Regions from separate parts of the Ovis canadensis genome. Here region 1 is linked to region 2. Evidence: chromatin contacts called from public Hi-C data. All regions are on one chromosome and are shown on one strand. The core of a region is the stretch at or near the end of the contact, and the rest is flanking DNA. Distances in the headings are between cores, read along the strand shown. Region 1 has its middle 60 kb from the start of AMOTL2. Region 2 holds the start of AMOTL2 (angiomotin like 2).

Region 1 (3,744 bases), core at 914-3,413, 60 kb before region 2:
GCACACATTAAATTCGCAGGGTGGAAGGGAGTGAGATGACGGTCCACACATCAGTGAAGGGGATGCTGGCTTCAAGTAACTCCATGGGAAGCAGAAAATTCTGGGGGCAAATTCAGTCTTAAAACCATATCCCATTACAGGTTCAGAGGGGAATAGAAAGTCACTCATCTTTAGAAAGTGACCTCAGAACTCAAGCTTTAAAGTCTGGCCGATCTAACCACGTGATCAGCAAAGTGCATGGAGATTCTTTAGCAAAATGTAGCACAACGCATGATGGCCTCACAATACTGAGTCTAGAGTAGAGGCAAGAATTAGAGCTCCCTCTTCTGGCAGAGTCTCCTTCCAACCCCTTCACCTCCCCACCATCCACCCCTTCTACCTCCCACTCCCACAAAGAAGACCCTCCTGCCCATGCTCTGCCCAGCCTTCCTCTGCCTTGCTGCTCGTCACATTGCACTGTACTGGCCGGATTGACATCGCTCTCCCCCAGTGGACGGTAAGTCTCCTGGGGTAGGTCCTGAGTCAGTGTGTGAAGTGAATAGACTCATCACTGGGTCTTCTTCTGCGTCCTTCATGAATACTTCAAGCTCCTCACACTCCACCGAGACAGAGCTCTGGCACTGCCATTCAAGGAACCACTGGGGTGTTGTGACAGGCTGGAATGTCCATTTTCTGTGTCGGGGGAAGAGGCAGACCTGGAGCTAGGGCTGCCATCTCAAACCAGAGCTGCAGGGCCACCAGCCACCTTGTCTACCACTCTGGGCCTCCCTCCTGGCCAGGGACAAAGGGACCACAGTGTTTTCCTCCCTTGAGAGGCTGAGAAAACAACTGAGCAAGGTAAGCCAGCTCTCAAGGTCAAGGTAAGCTAGCAATCAAGGCCAAGCTCCAATCCAGTGCCCCTGCTGCCCTGCCCTTTCTTACAGCTGAGGTGTTGGCCAATGAGAGTTTGGTTTCTGCTTTCCCATCTTTCCTGGCAACATTCACAACCCTCTCTGACGGTGAGCAATGCAAGTTCCAGGCATGCTTTCTTTCATTACTGGCTGCTCAGATGTCACTTTAACCACAGGGTGAGTGCCTAACCGGTAATGGGCTGATAAACATGCAAATTTCCATATGCAAGCAACGTGAGGGCACAGCTTCTTTCCCACTAGGAAGGATACCTGCAACAAGCTGAGAAAGTAGGGTGTGAGCCCACGCCTTCCTGGCAGTGTCCACCATTCCATTGACCAGGTATCTGGGGAAACAAGCTGCCTGTCCCCTCACGAAGGAGTGAGTAAACAGCTCCTCTTCTTCAAGACCCTGGAGGGTGACTTAAACATGTATAGCCCAGTCCTGGTTCTGGGTACAAGCCCTTTTTTGCTAACCTGTTTCAGTGGTGTTTTGAGGTTAGTGCAGTTTGTGTGTGTGTTGTGTTTCTACACCATCGTGGAAACCCTCAGCCCAGTGGCTTTCCACTTTCTTGGGGCCTCGGCTCCCAGGGATCCTTCCTCTGAGGCAGTGGTGCTTTTTCCAGTAGAGGCCAAGGTACAGACCTACAGACTCAGGCCCATTTTCTCACAGCTTTCGACTTAGGGCCACATTTTCTTTCCCCAAGCCCTCAGTGGAGCAGTGGGAGGTGACTCGGCAGGGGCGAGGCCATTCATCTTGGTCTCTGGCCCTGATGGTGCCAGCTGGGCCAGCTGGGAGGAGACCGCGCACGAGGGTGGGAAATTCCCACAGAGGCACCCATCAGAGGCAGGTCAAGACGGGCTCCCTGGGGACAGGATGGGAAGCCAGGAGAGGAAGCCACCCTGGAGTTAGGATTTTGTGAAGGCCTGGGGAGCCATTCCTTTTTTTCTGATTTGACTGGCAGCACATAACAAAAACCAATAAGCGCTTTGGAGTCCTAATCAGTTTCCGGAAGCAGGCAGCTTCCCGGGGAAGATAAAGGAGGGGATTCTAAGATCCAAAGGGCGGGCTGGGTTCAGGCCCAGAGAACCCGGGAGGAGGCGGGGAGGACGGGCAGGGGGCCCGGAATAGAGGGCAGAGCCGCGGGTCCCGCCTCTGGCCGCCGGCACCGCCAGGGGACGCCCTCTCAGGCTGTGGTCCAGGGTCCAGCAGGCAGGGCCTGGGGGCGGGGCCGGGGCTGGCGGGGCGGGGCCCGGGCCGTGCTCCCGCCCAACCCGAGGAATGCGGCCCTTGGCTTGTCCCGCGTCCGCATTCCGGTCTGCTTAGGAATGTGAACAGGGTGTACACTGCGCGCCCTGAACGCAGAAGTTCGGTCCCCTCCCGTTGGAGAACGCCTGGCAGCGGCTCCGCGGGAGGGCCCCCTCTCTGCCACCCCCCAGAACCTGTAGCACGTCCGGCTGGAGGATAGGGTACTGACGGCTGCCAGACCATCGGGGACTCAACACCAGTCCCAGGGTAGCGTGCTTCGAGAGCAGATGTGGTTTAGAAAAGAAGGGAAACCCGATGTAGTCCACTGTGGCATGGAGAAGTCAGGGGAAGGGGTGGAAGGGACGATGGAATCCACCAGCCTCAAGGGACAGAGTTCAGACCCTAGATTTGCCAACTTTAGGGCATACTGTGGCTGGTAAGGCTTGAAGAGGGGAAGGGAAAAGCAGAAGATCCAGTTTGGGATCAGGTGCTCTTTGACAAGCCAGGAAGGGACTAAATATCCAAGAGTCAAGGCTATTTTTCCAGTGGTCATGTTGGACTATAAAGGAAGAGGTGGACTATGAAGAAAGCTGAGCACCGAAGAATTGATGCTTTTGAACTGTGGTGTTGGAGAAGACTCTTGAGAATCCCTTGGACGCAAGGAAATCCATCCAGTCCATCCTAAAGGAGATCAGTCCTGGGTGTTCATTGGAAAGACTGATGTTGAAGCTGAAACTCCAATACTTTGGCCACCTGATGCGAAGAGCTGACTCATTGGAAAAGACCCTGATGCTGGGAAAGATTGAGGGCAGGAGGAGAAGGGGACCACAGAGGATGAGATGTTTGGATGGCATTACCAGCTCGATGGACATGGGTTTGGGTGAACTCTGGGAGTTGGTGATGGGCAGGGAGGCCTGGCATGCTGTGGTTCATGGAGTCGCAGAGTCGAACACGACTGAGCGACTGAACTGAACTGACGTATTTAATTCATTCACCAAATATTTACTGAGCTGTGACAGTCCCTGAGCTAAATTCTGGGGGCACAGAGGTGAACAAGGCACCTCCTGTCCTTTAGGAGCTGACATTCAGATTCTAGAGACAGTTGCTGAAACACCCAGAGAGGGACAAAGCCAAGGGTGTTGGGAAACATAAAAGAATAACCCAGATTGGGAGATCTTGGAAGGCTTCCAGGAGGAAGCTGCCAAGTGACCTGAGAGGCCAATAGGAGTTAGCCCAAAAGATGGGTGAAAGAGGGAGCCTTGTGTTCAGAGGGTTTAAGGAAGAGCATGCCTACTTAGTTGCTTCAGTCACGTCTGACTCTTTGTGACCCCATGGACCACAGCCCACCTGACTCCTCTGTCCATGGGATTCTCCCAGCAAAAATACTGGAGTGGATTACCATGTCCTCCAGGGAATCTTCCAGATCCAGGCATCAAACCTGCATCTCTTGCATTGCAGGTGGATTCTTCACCTCTGAGCCACCAGGGAAACCCCTGAAGGAAAAGCATGTGATCCAAACAGCCCCCTGAGCCTGCCTACCCATCAGTGGCTGCCAGACCACCAGCTGAGTCACAACAAGGATCCGGGTTCCACCTCAGTTGAACCCAT
Region 2 (3,353 bases), core at 679-3,178:
ATGATCACCACCCCAGCCACACACACACTTGCTCCTTGGAAGCGCCTGCTGGTCCTCTAGGTACGAGGGGATGGGCACTCAGCATCTCTACATGGGTAAGACTGCTTGAGTTGACTGAAGGAGTGTGGGAGCTGCGGGCACCCGGGGCTGGTGACTCTGCAGGGAGATTGTCTCCTGAGGAAGGTGTTCCCTTCTGAGTCTGTGCTCCCAGTGGCCCATGGCCTGGAAGGCTGCCCGCCTCACCTGGATTCCTTTCCCCAGCCTTCTCCAACACAAACCTCCAAACTGGGATTCAGGGAAGACCAAACAAAACCCACACCTCCACAGGTCCTGTGTATATAGGAGGACAGTGGGAGGAATGTGGCCCCTCCTTTGCCACAGAGCTAGCCCCAATGCCCGGCTCCAGTTAGGGCTTGGCTGGCTGGCAGAGCAGCCATTCCCAACCCACTCCCTCCTCCCAGCTGCCCAGAACTGGGGAGAGATAGGTCTAGAGGACATCTCGGTGTTCAGACTTCCCCGGGACCACATCATCCCCCCTATCCCACCCCCTCCCCCCCCCACACACACATATACACACAGGGGGCACACACATATACGGGGCGCGCGCGCACACACACAGAAGATGCAAGACTCTAGAGTTACCCGAGGCAAAACAAACAGGAATCAATTCGCCCTAGCGTTTCATCCACGGGGCATTTCCTAAGTTAAACACTGTCTGGGCTGACTCCAGCCGAGGACCGGGGAATGCAGTTTTCCGGACAGATTCCAGCCCTCCTCCTCCCCCAACAGTGTGCCTGGGAGCAGGGAGCACTTCCCGCGCCTTTCATTCCTTGTTTGTCTCAGTCAGATCTCTCAGATGGACACAGCTAAGCTGTTACTAAAATCCGCGCCCGCGACCCGGATCGTGCACCCCTGCTGCGCTAGCGCGCTGGGCTCTCTGAAACACCCGCTTCGAAGCAACCACACAACTCCGGCCTTTACCTTGGCTCACTGTGGCCCAAGGAACCAAAGCGAGGGTCTTTAAGTCAGATCGCACCCCAGCCAGGGATCCCGCCCTACCCGGACTCCTGGCTGACCATGAGCACCCTGCGGCTGCCGCAGCGCCTGGAGCGGACGACGGTAGCCGCGGTCCGGAGAGGTCTTTAAGCGTCGTGGATCCGCCTCCCCCCTCCCTCCCGAGCCCTCTTTGTTTTCCAAATGCCCCAGCGCTGACGTCACCGGGCTGGACGGCAGGCTGCATTCTTTCTAAGTGAGAGCCAGACCGTGGCTCCGGAGAGGATTTTCCAAGGAAGACAAAGAGGAATTCTTGGGCTAGTTAGGGAGGAAAGACACCTGTAACCCCCACCCCCGAACCAAATTAGCCCCCGGGCCCTGCAACTTGAGCTCCAAGCGGCGCCTCCTTCCCAGATCCGTGCTCCCAGACACACACTCCTATCTGCCCACGGGCTGTCCCCTCCTTCAGCCCCAGCGGACCCCCGCCGCCTGCGAGAGCTCCCAGGGGACCTGCAAGGCGCCCCAGGACGGAGCTGCCCTTGCCCCGCCGGTTGCGGGCAAAGGCGCACCGCTCCTGGAGGACTCAGGGTCCGCTCGGCTTCTGCTCCCTCTCCCGGAAAAGGCTGGGCTGGAGCGCGTCTCTGCAGCCCCGTGCGCTCCCCAAAGCGCCAAGAGGCCTTGCTTACCGCTGCGGCCAGCGAGTGCTCCGAGCGGTCAAATCCGACGGCTCGGCCCGGCCCGGCTCAGCTCAGCTTGGCGGCGGAGGTGTGCTCTCGGCAGAGGCGCCGACGTTCTGGCGGCTTAGCCCCAGCGCGCAGCCCCAGGGTCGGCCCGCGCCGGAGGCGGCTGCTATGCCAGGAATGTGAGAGTTTCAGGTTCCCCCTCGGGATCAAAGCGAACCACAAATAACCTCGTAGCGCGCCGCCCTCCTCCTCTCTCCGCCTCCTCCAGCTCCCTCCTCCCCGCCCCCGCCTTCCTCCGGGAAGGCGGCGCTGTGGACCTGGCCGCCCCGGCCTCCTGGACTCTCTGCGCCCCTCCCCGGCCAGCGACCTCCGCTCTCCTTAGGAGCTGCTGGAATCCATCTAGGCCCCTTACCGCCCTCAGCCCCGTACCCGGCCTTCCTCTCACTCCTCCAGCTCCATCGGCTGGACGACACCGAGAATGTACGTGGCATGCCCTCGGGAGAGACCCTGGGTGTTGCTGCTGGACGTGGTTGGGGGTGAGAGGGGCTTGGTGTGTGTGCGTTGTACAGTGAGAGAAGACTGGAAAGATATCCATATCTGCCCGATCCAGACCGTGCCCCAAGCGAAGAGATGACTCTTGCTTCCAGCCGGGAGCCTCGCTGGTTGTCGCTGGCGGCAACCTTTGAATTGCACTTTTATTGTTTACAAACACCTTCACCAGCCCTTTCCGGATCTGTCTCCACAGGAAGTGTGAATCTGGGATGAAAAATCTTCCGGCTAATTTGACCCACTTTACCAGCTGAATCACCCGCCGCCAGGCGATCTGTCCAGCTCTTCCCAAAGAAGGCAGTAAGGGGCACCCCTTTACGGGTGCCAGCACCCGCTTACCGCCTGGTCATCCCGCCAACCTTCCAGTCATCTTGCCAGGGATTTTCTTTTTTTTATCATCCCTGTCTTATAAATGAGGAAACCAAGGCTCAGAGAGATTAATTAGCTTGCCAAGAGTCACACAGAGAGTAAGTGATGAAGCCAGGTAACCTGTGGGCTGCTCTGCTTCTCATTCCCAAAACTTTTCCACGGCCACCAGAATCCAGGTTACTGCGGTGGACAGGGCAGACTCTGGGAGCTCTCCTCTCTCCATCTGCTCTTTCTCTTTTTTGGTTTCTTCGCTTCCCTCCACACCCCTGTCAGCCAGGGGCCCTCTCTTAGGTCCACTGTTGTGCTCCTGCTCTTCCTTCTCTGGATGGAATTCTGTCCTCTGACCCTTCCTCCCCAGCCTTTGGCACTAGGCTGGTTCATCTGCACCGGTGGAAACCCCTTCTCCAGAAAGCCTGCTGTGCCAGACCCTCCCCACCTGCAGGCACTTCCCCAACTCTGTGTGCCATTCCTGGGCCCTGACCACATTGGGTCTCTCAACACCTCTATGTGTAAAGCCCAGGCCCCTGTCCACCCTGAGAATCAGGGCTGACTTTGACCCCCAGCCAGGTCTTCTCTGCCGCCCCTCACTGTGGAGGTTGCAATTGCCAGATCCGCTGGAGGGGATTGGGACTAGAAAACTTGATAAGTTCAAAGAGCTATTTACTAGCCAGGGACATTGTTAATTTTTAATAAAACTCTCCCCCAAAATGTGTGTGTGTGTTTGTGTGATTTACTTGGAAGCCAAATATTGTATCTCAA

What was found. Hi-C and Micro-C count contacts between places; a contact is called where the count stands out from the background.
Region 1: a Hi-C map of lung shows a contact between it and region 2, with 4 times the contacts expected there. The contact joins the enhancer-like site here to the promoter of AMOTL2 in region 2. A contact is called at or near these places in 2 of 2 Hi-C or Micro-C datasets (fibroblasts and lung).

Annotation. Positions count from the first base shown.
Region 1 is chr1:258,140,285-258,144,028 of ARS-UI_OviCan_v2, reverse strand. No RefSeq gene overlaps it. Among named protein-coding and RNA genes, the nearest start is that of AMOTL2, 60 kb to the right of the region's middle. Within about 2 kb of position 2,163, the one cell type or tissue checked has open chromatin away from gene starts, as enhancers often do. A contact at or near this core is called in fibroblasts, where this site is marked.
Region 2 is chr1:258,080,811-258,084,163 of ARS-UI_OviCan_v2, reverse strand. It overlaps AMOTL2 (angiomotin like 2), which reads right to left and starts at 1,928. Exons shown (of 10, transcript XM_069581067.1): 1 at 1,680-1,928.